Regions from separate parts of the Rattus norvegicus genome. Here region 1 is linked to region 2. Evidence: chromatin contacts called from public Hi-C data. All regions are on one chromosome and are shown on one strand. Each heading gives the region's core, a stretch centred on a gene start, on an enhancer-like site or on the middle of the called end of the contact. The rest is flanking DNA. Distances are from core to core; before and after follow the strand shown.

Region 1 (7,671 bases), core at 2,435-4,934, 140 kb before region 2:
ACAGTATATACAGTAAAGGGAAAAAAAGCTTTATACTCCAGAGGGTGCATTAAGAATTCAACAATTAAAAACATCTATGCAACTTAATAGAATTATACAGCTTGAAATTTTTTAAGCATTACAATAACAGTGCTAAGTAAAATAAGGTATCTTTTAACCTCATTACATATTTCAATTCAAGTTATTGGAACTTCAATTTTAAAATTATACATTTAAACATTTATATAAAAATTGAAAACATTACTTAAGAATCATAATTGACAAACATACAAACTAAACTTTCAACAATAACTATCTACAAAGCAATCATGCACTCTTATGTTCTAACAGTAGTATGATTCACTTCTGGAAATTCCGTCTATGAAAAATCCTTCCCGTGGATACATTCCCAAGCTTACAAAAAGGCCTTAAAGCACTTTCCTAGAAGATATGAAATTATGTTCATATTTAACGTTGACAGATTAGCATTCAATTCTCACCAATTTAGATAAAACAAAACAGACTTGATTTGATACTACAAAATATTACAAATTGATACATATATATAGTTCTATAGTCAAAGTTCTAATACATACTATGCTAAAAACCATAAAGATTTCTAATTCTGTTTATGTCATCAAGAATATTAATAGTACTTAAAACATATAAGATTTAACATTCTGCTAAGCATGCAATCCTATCAGCTCTTCAACATAAAAACATTCAAATACTTTAGGCCCAGAACAACTTCAAAAACTTTCTATACTGTTTTCATAAAGACTACAAGCATACAGCCTACACTTGCGACAATTGACTTTAACCTCTAATAAACTAGCTAAACCAAGTTCCTTTCATAACAATTTTCATTCAGAAAATTACACTATCTAAAATATGTCTGGTCCCATGACCAAAAATAAGTTCTTACAACAAACACCATAATAAACTAACACTCTACACTCAACACTAATCTAATGTTAAAAAGAGCTTACCTTTAACTTGCAGTACTTTGCTAAACAGCAATATGAGGAAGTAGTTAAGATGGCTGAGTAGAATCCTCAAAGGTCTACTCTGAACTACAATACTAAATATAGGCAAAGTTAACACTTTGGAAATACTTCTAATTTCCACCTTTTAAGATGGGCTTAAGTTATTTGAAGGTCTCCAGGAAGAAAATGTGAATTTTACAACATATATTCAGCAACCTACTTTCAGTACCTAGACTACTCAACTTTAAAGTCTAATACTAAATCATGTCGCCAGAAGCTGCCATACCTCACTGCTCAGCAACAAACAGGACTACATACCTGAGAAGAACTGAACAATTTCTTCCTTGCTACATCCAAAAGGGAGTCCTCTAAGCCGTACAAAGCCATCATTGGCCGTGTCAGGACTATTGGGACCAGTATGCTTCAACACCCAATCCATTTCAACGTTGTTTGACTTGAATACTGAAAGAGGTGCTTAGAATTAGTCAATTAAGTTAGAGAACAAAGTCCAGATTTCCTGGGTTTTAGATAACTAGGAAGAGCTGCCATAAACTCCCTTAGATGACCATTTCCATGCGGTCAAATACCTAAAATTCAGAAGGGGTAAGACCTCTATGTGTTTAAACATTTACTGTTACTAGGGCAATGTAAATCAAACCTTCAACATATCTGTGTCCCATAGTTTCTCTGTCTTTTTTCAAGGCCAATTTGACTTCATCTTCTGATTCAAGTTCAACAAAAGCCTCGCCACTCGGTCTGCCTTCTCTGGTGTAGATGAAACGAATACCTTGAGCCCCATTTTGAATTTTGCAGTCTGAAAAGAAAACAATGCTTAATACAGAATTTAAAACCACCTCTGGGTGATACAGATGAGATGCATATTCCTGTCATCATTAAAAAAAAAAAAAAAAAAACCCACTCCTAAAGACTAAACTGATCACTCACCATCAAATTACCTGGTATATAGGATATATTCCTAATCCATCAAGGTACCTTAATACTCAAAAACAGTTCAAATGAAGCTACTGCCTTGCCTCTAAGTATCCACTAACCATCTCTGCACAATGTCTCAGAATAACCTCATCTGGGCCTGGTGACCTCACAGCATTTTCTGGGTGGGGTACCATGTCAGCTCTCCTCTATCAGCAGCCACATAACTGCTCACTCAAATCCAAACTCCAGCTCAATACTCACCTGAAAGGGCATCAATGTAAACAACTAAAGGCTCCAAACTGCACAGCTCAAGTCAAACCCGATGGCAACTGCCCCCTGCCATTGCTTCCAGTATACTTGAGTCTTGTTTTACAGGTCGTTTTCTGTTACCACAGCTAAATTCAGACAGTAAGGTCAACACTACAGGTACCTTTTTACGAAACTTGTCAATGTTTTTGAAATACACCTCTCTTCTCTTACAACAGTGGGAATAAGATTCTGATAGAAATTATTCAGAAAGCCTACACATAGTGTAAAAATAAGTAAGATTCTACAGTGACAAAACTTTCTTGGGTTTCAGGGTTCTCAGTTGTAAAGGGATCCAGTTTTTTAATTAACTAGACCTAGAGCATGAATTCAAGGACCAAATCCTAATCAGGAAAAATGAACTTTTCCAAAGCAGAATGCCTCTTTTCAAGTGAATATATGTAAGGAAGTGCAGTAGCGCTTCAAAGGGGAAATTACTATCACTTGTCTGTACTGCTCCATTTGTTTTTCAAGACCAGGAAAGAAATCATATCTTTCCCTACTGAATTCTTTCAGAGACAATTCCAAAATGCACAGATTGGTGCTTAGAGACCGAAAAGATTCTGCAGGGCCACCAGCATCCCAATGGGAGAAGGGGAGGGGGGCGGGAGGAGGGGGCATTTCGCAATTACCATTGCGTAACAGCGGCTGGCAGAGCGCGAGCCCGGGAACCGCTGGTGCCTGCGACTCGCTAGGGGGCGCCCAGAGGTCCGCCCCGCCCCGCCCCGCCCCGCCCGGCCCAGCCGCGGGCCCCCACTGACAACTCCCGCCTCAACTCACCAGAAAAAAACCGCTGCACTTCATCCGCGGAGCAGGACCAGGGCAAGCCCCGGACCTTCACCACGAAGCCCTCTCCGCCTTCTGCTCCCAGCATCATCGTCTCTTCGCTGGTCCTGGCGTCGAAACAGACTGCAGGGCTGCGGGGTGGGAGGGGGGTGGGGTTGTTAGGAACACGTCTAAGAAACAGTCATTTAAATGGCCCTCCCACTTCAAGGCGCCCTGCGGGGTTCGACCGGGCGCCGCTACGGGAGCCCCGCCCGGTACGCTGCCTTGACCCCGGAGACTCAAGCATGCAACCCGGCCTCGGCTAGCGACCCGATCCCCAACACCACTCTGTGCGCTCAGTGCTGAGGAGGGTCTAGGCTAAGAAAACCCTGGCCTACAGCCATGGTGGAGACAAGGAAATGGCGGCCGCCGCTTCCGCTCCGCCTCCTCAGACATCTCACACAATAGAAGCGGCGCGGCCTGCAGGCCTAGGCGGCGCTGCCACGCCGGCGAGACACTCGCGGTTTCCAGGGGTAGCCTGTGCTTGCCACGGCCCCCCAGGTTTTAACCTAAGTTCAGCGACAAGCAATCGTCACCAAAATAGGCGTCCGTGGAGGGCTCTGGTAGCAAACGAAGACAGAACACCACTCACCTCCACACAAAGCCTCGGCGTGGCTGAGGAAAAATGATAGGAGAGCGCCTGCGCAGCCTAAATAAAGCCCTCCGAGCAAACTCTGCGCACGCGCACCCCGTGGCCGGCCCCGCCCCACTCGCGTCACACAAAGATTAAACGCATGCGTATTAAGAAAACCTGCGCTCTCTCCCGCTAGCCCATTATTACACGCATGCGTTTGGGCTCCGGCCCCTTCATAAACTGACCGAGGGGTTTTTTTCTTCCTGCGCCTGCGCCCTTTTGCAATTATTGCGCTTGGCGTCTCAGCGGTTTATCGTTTTACTTAAAGCGCATGCGTCTGCCTTCAAACCGTTCTCTAGACCTACCCGCCAGAGTGGGGGAGGGGAATGGCGATAATCAGCTCCCAGCAGGGACTGGGTAATAATCCAGAGTTCAGGTTTACAGGGGCGGTTGTTCTACCCTTAATCCGCAGCTTTTCTTCCGCGTTCCTGTCAGTTTTGAAAGACAGCAGGAGGAAAAGGAAGCCATGCCCTTTCTCCCTAGAACGCGTAGGAGCTGGAAGGCCGGTTTATGCCGAGCCTCCTCTCCGTACCGCCCCGCCCCTGCGCCCAAATCCCAGATCACCGTGGGGTGCCTAGGACCAGTCCCCTTACCTGCCCGCTTTAGGGGATCAGTCCCCGACCCACATGGGCTGTCAGTGCCCGAGCTAGTCCTGTATCCCACTTTGCCTAACGAACTCGCAGTCTGCGAACCCCTCGCCTTCCCAAGGCCGCGGGCCCTCGCACGAGAAGCGCTCTGTGTGCTGCGCCTCGCGAGTGAAGGCTGAGACTACCAGGTGCGCGGAGGACGCAACCCCAGAGCGCGGCGCCCGACCGATGTACCTCTCCCAGGTGGAGACACCTCCGGGTCATCTCGTGTGCACTTACAGAGATAAATGGGTAAAAAGTTAGAATTCCAGCAACACAGCAGAATACGGATGATGTTCGGAGTCTCTCCGGATTTGACTGACCCACCCCTGCCAGACCTGGTAGAAATTAACAATAGTGTTATTGTTTTGGTGGTGCCACAGTGGGTACCACAGTTGGTATGCCTCTGAATGCCATCACAAGAGGTCGCGGTCAAAATTACGTTTTTCTTTCAAGTACAATATTGAGGAGGCTAAATCCACTTTGGATAGTTTTTTTTAAGGGGGTGGTGGTCATCAAAGGAAAGGTGCAGAGACAGCATGCAGAACTTGGACCTTTTAAGTCTGCGCAAGGGTGTTAAGTAGACAGAAGCTTTCAGCAAGAGAGCAACAGGAGCTGTGTAACATGAACCTTCAGGTGTAAGGGAAACTCCGATGAAACAGGCTGGGAGAATAGTGGGGCATGACCTCACCTGCAAAGGAGCTATCTAGAGGAGACGGAAAACACTAGCTTAGCTCATCAAAAGTGAGACTCCCAAGTCTCCAGGCCAGTAGGTGGGTGAAAAGCAAGACTACAACCCCAGCCCAGGAGAACTACAACTTCAAGACCTGCCGGGGCAACAGAGTGTGTTCGAGGCGGCCAGGGAAGCTTAGTGAAAGCCTGTCTCAAGAAAGATGAGAGAAATCTTAGTGGTAGAATGCTTGCTTAGCATGTACATTACCCCCTACATGGTCTTGAGACATGAAATAGATTACCAAAAATGTACTCTTCACTAGTTAATTCACACCATTTGAGAGCTCTAGTCTTGTTAGATGACCTAAGACCAGTGGTTTATGATTACATATATGGGGGAGTGATGCATTCGAGAGAGGCTTTGGGCAAATCAATCCTACCACTTGACCACACAACACACACATACCATTTTTTGTTTTAATCATCTCTGATCGCTTTGCACAATAGTGTGTCTGTAGTCCCAACTACTTGAGATAGTGAGATGGGAGAGTCATTTCAACTTAGGACTTCCAGGTCTCTAACCTGAAAGGGGAAAAATGTTTCTCTTCTGACAACACAACCACTTCCTATGATGTTTCTCTAAACTCTATTCTAGTTGTATAGGAAGGTTATTTTTCGATAGTAAGGGTAAATGCAATGTATATAGATAAAAGTGCTTTCCTTAGGGTAGATTGTTTTGAGTCATGGTTGCAAATATCCCAGGCCAGTCCCTAACTCCCTCTATAGTCAAGCTTGGCCTTGAGTGTTTGATCCTCTACCTCCAGAGTGATGGGATTAAGGCATGTATGCCGCCACATACAATTTAGGATTTATTGACGGACAATTATTCAGCAGAAGGCTCTTGAATATTTTTGTAACTTCTAATCATGGCAGAGTTTGGAGATCCTCTTGTATACAAGGGTTCCACACGCCTAAGTTCAATTTCCCTAACACTGGCAGTGCCCTTTCCTTTAATCCTTAGTAATTTCAAACTGGGAAGATGGTAACTATTTGTATCTGATCACTACTGAATACATTTTATGGTATGGCCATTAATGTAGATTGCCCAACACAAAGCTTTCTCACATAAAAAGTTGCACACACCTTTAATCACAGCAGAGCAGTCAGGTCCCAGGAGTTTTGAGGCCTTTCCGACTAAATTAGTGCCTCTTTCCTTTTATTTTTTTCTTTTTAGACAGAATCTTACTCTATATCCCTGTCTGGCCTAGAACTTACTATGTAGACTAGGATGGCCCTGAACTCACCAAGATCTGCTTTCTCTTCATGCTTTTTCTTAACTGTTCTCTTGGTCTTAATGTGCTTTCTTCTCTGTTTGAGCCAGAGTCTCTGCATCCCAGGTTATAGCCCAGGCTAGCCAGGTGTCCAGAGGCGGCATCCTCCTCCTCCAGGCTCCAGAATGCTAGAATTACAAGATTGGACCACCACAGCTGTCTCATGGGTGCTGCTCACATAATACTATAAAGATCTCTTCCGCAGAAAAGCAGATTGGGCAGCAGAAGATACTTCAGATATTAAATTTAATAAGCCAGGCTCAGAGTCTTCAGAGTGAAGGATCAAACTCAGATTCTGAGGCCTGAGAAAGCAAGTGCCTTTCCTGGCAAAGCCGTCCCCCCAGCTCCTGCTGCTATATTCTGGAAGAAATGGGATTATCTGTGTAGCTTCCACTTCTGATTGCTTATTACCCTAAATAAACTAATGCTTTTGGCCTAACAGAGGAGGAGGGTCATATGTGGGTTCTGCCCCAGAAAGATGAGGGGTCAGATGGTGCTGCACATACTCCAAGTGTCTAAAGGGTAATGTGAATCCTGTCTTCTGCTTCAGGGTGTAAAATGCATGTGTGGCTTGCATTTCTCAAAGCAGCAGTAGCTTTGTTGTTCTTTGAGCCTAGATGGATTTCTTATCTGTAAATGTGATGTACAATCCAATCTGTAAATAATCTATAAAAGGTTTATGTAAGGGGCTGGAGAGATTTCTTTTTTTTTTTTTTTTTTTTCCCAGAGCTGGGGACCGAACCCAGGGCCTTGCGCTTGCTAGGCAAGCGCTCTACCACTGAGCTAAATCCCCAACCCCCGAGAGATTTCCTAATGGTTAAGACATTTGCTTCTTTTCCACAGAACCAGAGGTCAGTGCCCCATATGCACACTGGGCAGCGCCAGGGGATTCCCTCCTCTGGCCTCTGTGGGAGACACATGAGACACATATTCACACAACACATACATAATTTGTTGTGTGTGAGACAGAGTCACTCTGTAGCTCTGGCTGGCCTGAGCTCAGTTAGGCAGACCAGACTGGCCTCAGATTTGACTGCCTTTGCCAGTCCTGTGCTACCGTGCCTGGGCTAAAACACAAAAAAAATTAAAAAGGGTTTATGTGAAAAACCAAAGCCAAACCCTGAAAACCCTTTCCTGTCCAGAAATGAAAACAGTTTTCAGCAATTGTAAAAACACATTTTTTTCCAGTTTAACTTATCCAAAACATAAATATAACTTAAAACCAATGGCATGTCAGGGTCTGGTTATCAGGTGCTTTCCTGGTGAAATATAACGAATATCAAGCTCTAACATTGATGGCATCTTAGATTTGATATAGCTTATATTCTTTTTTTTTAAGATTTATTTATGTATATGAGCACACTATAGCTGTTTTCAGA
Region 2 (7,482 bases), core at 928-3,427:
AATCCCCAACCCCAGTCTTTCCCATTCTTTTTTTTTTTTTTTTTTTGGTTCTCTTTTTTGGAGCTGGGGACCGAACCCAGGGCCTTGTGCTTCCTAGGTAAGCGCTCTACCACTGAGCTAAATCCCCAACCCCATCTTTCCCATTCTTAACCCAGGCTCTAGGGTGACTCTCTCTGGATCCCTGCCTACATCCTCCCTTCTGGTTCTTTTGCTCTTCCCCTAAGTACTGGACCCTCCTCTCCTGAGCCCTATATCTGCTACAAACTGGAAACCAGCTTCAATCTGGTGGCTGACTGGCTGAGTTTGATACTGAGTTATCTGCATGGAAGAATGAGAAAGGTTCACACAGTCCACAGACTCCTGACTTCTAGACAGCTGGCCTTGCTGGATACCCATGGAAACAGTACAGCCCTCAGACAAGGTGGACTCTGTCACTACTCTCTCCATGCCTACAGACTTGTGCCTCAAGAGGAAGAACTCTGTATCTGAGTCCTATACTGCTCTGATTCTCTTGTTCGCCATGCCCTCAGAATGCTAGTCTCCTGGCTTGCTCCCTTAGGAGGTATCCTAACATCAGATGGGGACAAGTGACTGCTACAGTAAGCACACGGGAATCACTACCAAATGAGGATGAGACACAGTCTAATGGTCCTACCACAGTGGGACAACCTGATTCCAGTTCTTCAGACATTGCTCCACTACAGCCATCATAGCCTTTCATGGCTATTCTCTCAAGGGCTCAAAATGTACCCTTCTGGGTGCCACGCCCTACCTTCAGAGAGCCATCCCCTAGCCATCCCACCCCACACTCTCTCTGTGCCAGGCCCTAGCAAATCTCTCCTCAGAGTTCTTGGCTTATGATTCTCTCAAGACCAGTCCAGACCTCCAACCAAAACAGGGAAAGTCCTAGAGGAGACTGGGCTGGACAGGCAGGAGGAGCCTGGTGCCAGGAGTGGACTTGCCACAAGCTTCCTCCCTGGACCCCCTGACTCATTTAGCATAACCCTGGGGAACAGAAAGCCTGCCTGAGGGAGGGAGAGAGCTAGCCCACCTCAGCCTGATATGACAGGAAGAGCAGAAGGCAGGAAGGAAGGAAGCAGCTCCCAGCCTCCTGAGTCCAGACTGGGTAGATCATGGTCTCTGAAATGCTCAGCTTCCACTCAGTTCAAACCTAGCTCAGAAGGTTTCCTAGCAGTGCTAGGGCCTGTGTCGTTTTACTCCCAAGGCAGCTGGCCAGGCTGGGAACCCAAGCTTCGAAGCTGCATCAGGGAGGGCCAAGGAAATCCCACAAAGTGATCACATATCAGGGTTTCTGGGCTAGCTGTTCAGGAGGCCCTACAGAGAAACCCTGGGACCCGATGCCATGGAGGAGGCTGAAGGCCCCCAGGGAGCAGCACCCACGGGAGCAGAGCTGCTGCAGAGCACAGCAGTGGATGGGGCAGGGGTATGGATGCCTTGGCTATATCTCCTCACCTGTCTCAACAATACTGTGCCTGCTTGTCCAAGAGCCTGCGCCAGGTTCTCTGGGTACACCTGACTACAACTACCTCTGTGACCTTGTGTCTCTGCCCCTCTGTGGGAACTCCATAGGTCCTTAACTTGCCAGTGGGAGCGCCCGCCCCTGGCATGGGATAACCGCAGGCAGAGGCCAGTTCTGAGCGCCACACGGAGGCGGGGATCTGGTAACCACTCGCCCCCCTCCGCCAGGCCTGACCAGGGAATTTCGTTATGCCAAAAGCAAACAAGTGGGGCGAGGATGGGAGAGGCTCAGGTGCTCCCGGTGCGGGCCTGAGCGGGCGGCGGCGGGGTGGGGGCTCACCTTTCTGGCCGCTGAGCGCTGCGTACCAGGAGAGAGAGAGGAAGGCGCACAAGCAGAAGAGCAGCAGCGTCAGGAAGGTGCCATTGCGGAGCCTCATCTCCCCCAGTGCGCGGCGGGCGCCGGCGGGGCCGAGGCCGCATGGCCCGGGGGACCGGGGCCCGGGCACGGGGGCCCGGAGGCGGCGGGGGCCCCGGCCCCGGAGGAACTGCGGGCCCGGGAGAGACCGCTACGGGCAGGGCGGGAACCGGGGTGGAGGTGGGGGATGCGTGCGGGCTGCTCCTCCGCGGTGCACGGCGCTGGCGGCCTCGATCTGAGGCTGGGCCCGGGCAGAGCAGGGTTGGGGCAAGGCGGCAAGAGCCGCGGCCCGGCTGGATCCGGGACCGCCGCCGAGTCGACGGGCGAAGGGCGGGGCGGCCGGGATTTAAAGGGGCCGCATCACTCGATGCCGCTGGGAGCACCGGGAGGGGGCGGGGTAGGAGGCCAGCTCCTGGGATCCCGGCGGGCCCGCCTAGGGATCGTGGCACGCGCGTGGAATAGCAGCCCCCAGGAAAGTCGTGGCTACAGTGGTGATGAATGAGGGTCAGCTATTGTGCAGCAGGGACAGCCGGAGAAGGCGCCTGTCCCCCATAAGACTCCTTTCAGGAAGATCCCACGAGCAAGTCCCCACATCTAGACTCTCAAACCCTCCTCCCCACGGAGAGGGTCTGGCTTGGGAGGGGCCCGTTGTAGCCGAGCTGAGGTTGTCTCTAGCTAGAAGGCTGGCCACAAGTGCTCGCTGCCCATTTTTGCGCCCACTAGTACTTCGTTCTCAAGGCATTCTCTGCTGTGTCTCGGATAGTATGCTACGGACCGGGGGAGGCGCTCCTACTCTATGGAACAATGACAATGGGCCGCTCTCCGGAGTAACAGAGCAGTTGTTTGTAGGTGTGGAGCACCCTCCGGAGCCCAGCCAGCTAGCTTCCCGGTGCCAAGCGTGCCGTGGGCGGGTGTCAGGCTCACCCTGTAGTTTAGAAGGGCACGGGTCCGCAGGGTGACGCGGGCTCTGGCTCCTGTTTGTACAGCGGCGCCTCAGACTTTATTGCCGTCTCTTCCGGCACCTTCATATAAGAACTTATTACAGACTTCCCTCCAGGCCTCTGCGGAATCAGGAACTGGACACAGAACGAAAGGACTCGCTGAGCCAAGGCAGCCTAGGGGCATGCATTTTGGAAGCGCTAAGTCTACTTCCCTTCTCCAGTCTCATCGCCATTCAAAATGGAACTAAATGCTACTTTGTAGCATGCAGCTACTACCTAAGACCAGAGGGATGACGGCTACCAAGCCTGAGTTCCATTGCTCAGGTTCCACAGGGTGGGAGGAGTGAAGCGACTCCTGCAATTTGTTCTCCGATCTCCGTATGGTCCCTATGGCACGACAGTGCCACCCACATATATGTGTATGATGGATGTCCCGAAGGACCTTGCTTGGAATGGTGACGTGCGTGCGCGGGGGTTGGGGAGGGGAGGTGTGATCACACACGGCGGGGTGGGCGATGGTCTCAGTAAAGCAGAAGCTACAGTGGCGATCACACACACACACATATATATGAATATGTATATATGTATGCACAGTGCAGTGGCCTATACCCAGGAGGCAGGAGGATCCTTATGAGTTCAAGGAAGGCTTGGTCTACATTTAGAATTCTTGGCTAGTGAAGGCTGCATAGTAAGATCCTGGGGGCAACATTAGGGTGGGGAGCAACAGAAGGCAAGGCACAGCCCAAAGCCAATGTTGTACAGTTTGGAGTGACTTAGAGCAGGGTACAGCCTGATTTCCACACCTGATCTTGTTGGAGCTTTCTGAAGAGAAGTACCCTGGTTCGTTTTCCTGTTTTCATAGGGCTCTTCTCTGGGTGGCAAAGAATAGCAAGTCTTCATTTTAGTCATATAAAATCTTAATTTTGTTTAAAAGACAACAGTGGGGTCAGTATAGTGTGTCACATGCCTCCGATCCCAGCACCCAGGCAGCGGAGGCCATTGCATGAGCCCATGTTGTCTCCCCCACCCCCAAACAGTTTGAGACTAGCTTGAAATACATAGAAAATTCGAAATTCTGAGTCAAGTAGAGCTATACTATATGGTGTAACTATCCTAGAAACAAACAAGAAGGCTGGAGGGATAGCTCAGTAGTTAAAGTTAAACGTACTTATGTGACTTCTTGCTCTTCCAGAGGACCCCAGTTAGGTTCCCAGCAGCTTTATCAGGGGGCTCACAACAACTACTGCACACACACACACACACACACACACACACACACACACACACATCTAAAACCCAAGCAATGAAGGTATATTAGAATATTAGAGCTGGAGATGGAGCTGAGGGGTAATGCACTCAATACCGGCATCAACTAAACAACAAAAGCGCATCTAGGTTTTACGTGGATGATTTAAGGAAAATGCTATAATTATTAAGCCAGTGGGTGTGAAGGAGATGGGCTGCAGGTGATCACCTTTGATCTCCTCCATCCCATTACTACCTTGGAGTAGGGGAACAGGAATGCGAGAAGGTCCCTGATGTCCCTCTGGAGGAGGGCCCTCTGGAGAAACAGGACATGGGGTTAGGTAGGGCCCATGTCTAAGGAGTAGGACCTCACAGCAGCCTGTCTACCTTACAGCCTTGTCCTCTGAAAATGGCAGCATTGTCTGGCACGTGTCCTATTTTCCACCATCTTTGCCTTTGTAGTAATTAATTAATCTGGGGCCTGCTTGCCACCTAAAGTCCCTCCGGACATTTCCTGGCTCTGCACGCTGCCTTGTAGCTGGCAACACACCTTTACCTGAGGTTCAGCTTCAGGTCCTACTCAGGGAGAACGGAGCCACAGGGGCCCAGAAAAACCTGCTTTCCTTTCAAAAGCCCAGCTCTGGGCTTTTCCTCCTTTGTTCTCCTAGCTTTTCACATAGTGAAAACAGCCTCTCTCTCTCTTTCTCTCTCTCTCTCTCTCTCTCTCTCTCTCTCTCTCTCACACACACACACACACACACACACACACACACACACACACACACCCCTTCCTTTTTCGGAGTCAGTGACTCACTGTGAAACCCTGGCTGGCCTGTAAGTCACTGTGCAGCTCAGCGTTGGGATTAAAAGACTGGAGACATCCAGCTGTTATGATCACAGCCCTCAGGCCATGTTCTAGGACAGCCTTTGGAAGTAGTCTAGGGGTCCAGCCCTGGGGGAGTCAAGAATAGAGCTAAGAAAAATAGAAAAGCCACACATGGATTCACCAGCCTTTGAGTGAAACTTGGTGTGTTCTTCAGTTAAGAATGGGAACAGCGTCCTGTAGATTTCCCAGTCTGTGTGACTGTCACAACAGATGTCAGGAATTTCATCTACCTTAACTAGACTCGTGGCAGGGCACTTCAAAAGGATAGTTACACTCATGTTGGTGACATCATATTTATGATATTAGTCCTGCTTCTAGATATTACAAATTAAGGAGAATCACGGGTATTTGCAGGTTTTAGGAAATGTTTTTCTAAATTTGCATTTCAGTTGTTCAGAAGGCATCGCCTTTTTTTTTTTAAAGATTTATTCATTTATTATATATGAGTACACTGTAGCTGTCTTCAGACACACCAGAAGAGGGCATCAGATCTCTTTACAGATGGTTGTGAGCCACCATGTGGTTGCTGGGAATTGAACTCAGGACCTCTGGAAGAGCAGTCGGGGGCTCTTAACCACTGAGCCATCTCTCCAGCCCCCCAGGCATTGCCTTCTAAGACATGGGTCTGTGATGTATGATGGGGTTGACAGCAGAAAGCAGGAGAATTGATTAAGAGTCCTGGAAAGAGTAAATAGCTCAACTGTTGAGAGCAAGAGGAAAAGGGTTTGACTCCCAACACCCACTGGAGGCTCACAAGGAATCGGCTGCTGATTCTGGCCTCCGAGAGCACTGCACACAAACATTCACTCAAGCAAAACACCCAAATTCTTTTTTTTTTTAGGATAAAAAAAATAAAAGACAGTTCAGGTTCATCCTCGACTACAAAGGCAGTTCAGGGCCAGTCTCAGCTACATGAGAGTCTCTACATACAAAACACACACGAAGTTGCCCACAAATAAGTGAACGAGCCTGAAAGAGCAGGGCAGTGGCAGCACGCGCCCCTAATCCCAGCATTCCGGATGCAGAGGCAGGCAGATCTTAAAGATGTATTTATTTTATATATGTGAATACCCTGTCATTGTCTTCAGACACACCAGAAGAGGGCATCAGATCCCATTACAGATGGTTGTGAGCCACCATGTGGTTACTGGGAACTGAACTCAGAACCTCTGGAAGAGCGAGCAGTCGGTGCTCTTAACCACTGAGCCATCTCTCCAGCCCCCCCCCCTTTTTTTAAAGATTTATTTATTTTATATAAGGCAGGCAGATCTTGGAGTTCATGGTCAGCCTGGTTTACAGAGTGAGTTCTAGGACAGCCTGGGCTACCCAGAGAAACCCTGCCTTGAAAAAACAAACAAACATACAAAAAAAAAAGGAATAGATAAAATATTTTTAAATGGTGGCTTATACTCATAATCCCAATCCCAGGCAGACTGAGGCAGGAGGATTGCTTCAAGTTCAAACCCAGGTTGGACTGTATAGTGCATCCTAGTCTACCTAGCCTACAGAATTAAACGCTGTCTCGAGAAACAGAAATCAAACCAAACAAAGAATACAAACATGAATGCTTTGATGTTGATCCGGCCACTGCCCTGTTAGAACCTGTCCACCTTGTCCAAGGCCACAGAGACGAGGTCCACAGAGAAAGATGATCAGGAAGATACAGGGGAGAGGAGGTAGGGTCTAACTGCCATCAACAAACACAAAGGAATCTTTCTTAATTTTTATTTATATGAGTACACTGTGGCTGTCTTCACACACACCAGAAGAGGGCATCAGATCCCATTGCAGATGGTTGTGAGCCACCATGTGGTTGCTGGGATTTGAACTCAGGACCTCTGGAAGAGCACTCAATGCTCTTAACCACTGGGCCATCTCTCCTACCCTTAATTTTTTTTTTCTGGGGTTTTGTTGTCAAGTTCTTACCACTGGCCTCCAACTCAGGATCCCTTTGCCTCTGCCTCCCACATGCTGGACTTATAGGCTTAATTCACAGGTCTATGATGACATGTACATGTGAAATGTCCAGCAGAAGCTCACCGTTCTGTACTCTTATTTCAAACAACAACAGCCACCACCAGGACTGGCTAGATGGTTCAGTGGGCACAGTCATTGGCGGCCAAGCCTGAGGACCTCATTTTGATTCCCCCAGACCTACATGGCTTTAGGAGATAAAGACTCCTGCAAGTTGCCCTCCGATCTCCACATTCACACAGCATGGCACAAAAATTTGTACACGCATATACAGATACGAAGTAAGTACATGCAGATTAACTTTTCTTTAATTTCACAGTTCTCCTGAATAGACATGGGAGGGCAGAGGTCCCTGAATAGCACCCAGGGAAATGGAATGGGTCCGGAATGGGTGGGTGGAGGGGATTTAATGAAAGCACGCTCATCAACGCTGCCTGTCCATCAGGGACTGACTCTGAGAGCTCTGTGCACTTCAGTTCCTACCCAGGCTTCAGGGATGGCTACTGAGATAATGCTTTCCTGGCAGAGGAAAGAAAGCTCTA

What was found. A called contact is a pair of places that touch in the nucleus more often than the background predicts.
Region 1: a Hi-C map of hepatocytes shows a contact between it and region 2, with 2.4 times the contacts expected there. The contact joins the promoter of Hnrnph1 here to the promoter of Mgat4b in region 2. A contact is called at or near these places in 6 of 12 Hi-C or Micro-C datasets (the Rat2 cell line, Schwann cells, frontal cortex and 3 more).

What each region holds. Positions count from the first base shown.
Region 1 is chr10:35,190,646-35,198,316 of GRCr8, reverse strand. Hnrnph1 (heterogeneous nuclear ribonucleoprotein H1) reads right to left here and starts at 3,684. Exons shown (of 14, transcript NM_080896.2): 1 at 3,622-3,684; 2 at 2,985-3,121; 3 at 1,624-1,779; 4 at 1,284-1,427. The coding sequence starts at 3,081.
Region 2 is chr10:35,045,207-35,052,688 of GRCr8, reverse strand. Mgat4b (alpha-1,3-mannosyl-glycoprotein 4-beta-N-acetylglucosaminyltransferase B) reads right to left here and starts at 2,177. Exons shown (of 15, transcript NM_001127533.1): 1 at 1,820-2,177. The coding sequence starts at 1,916.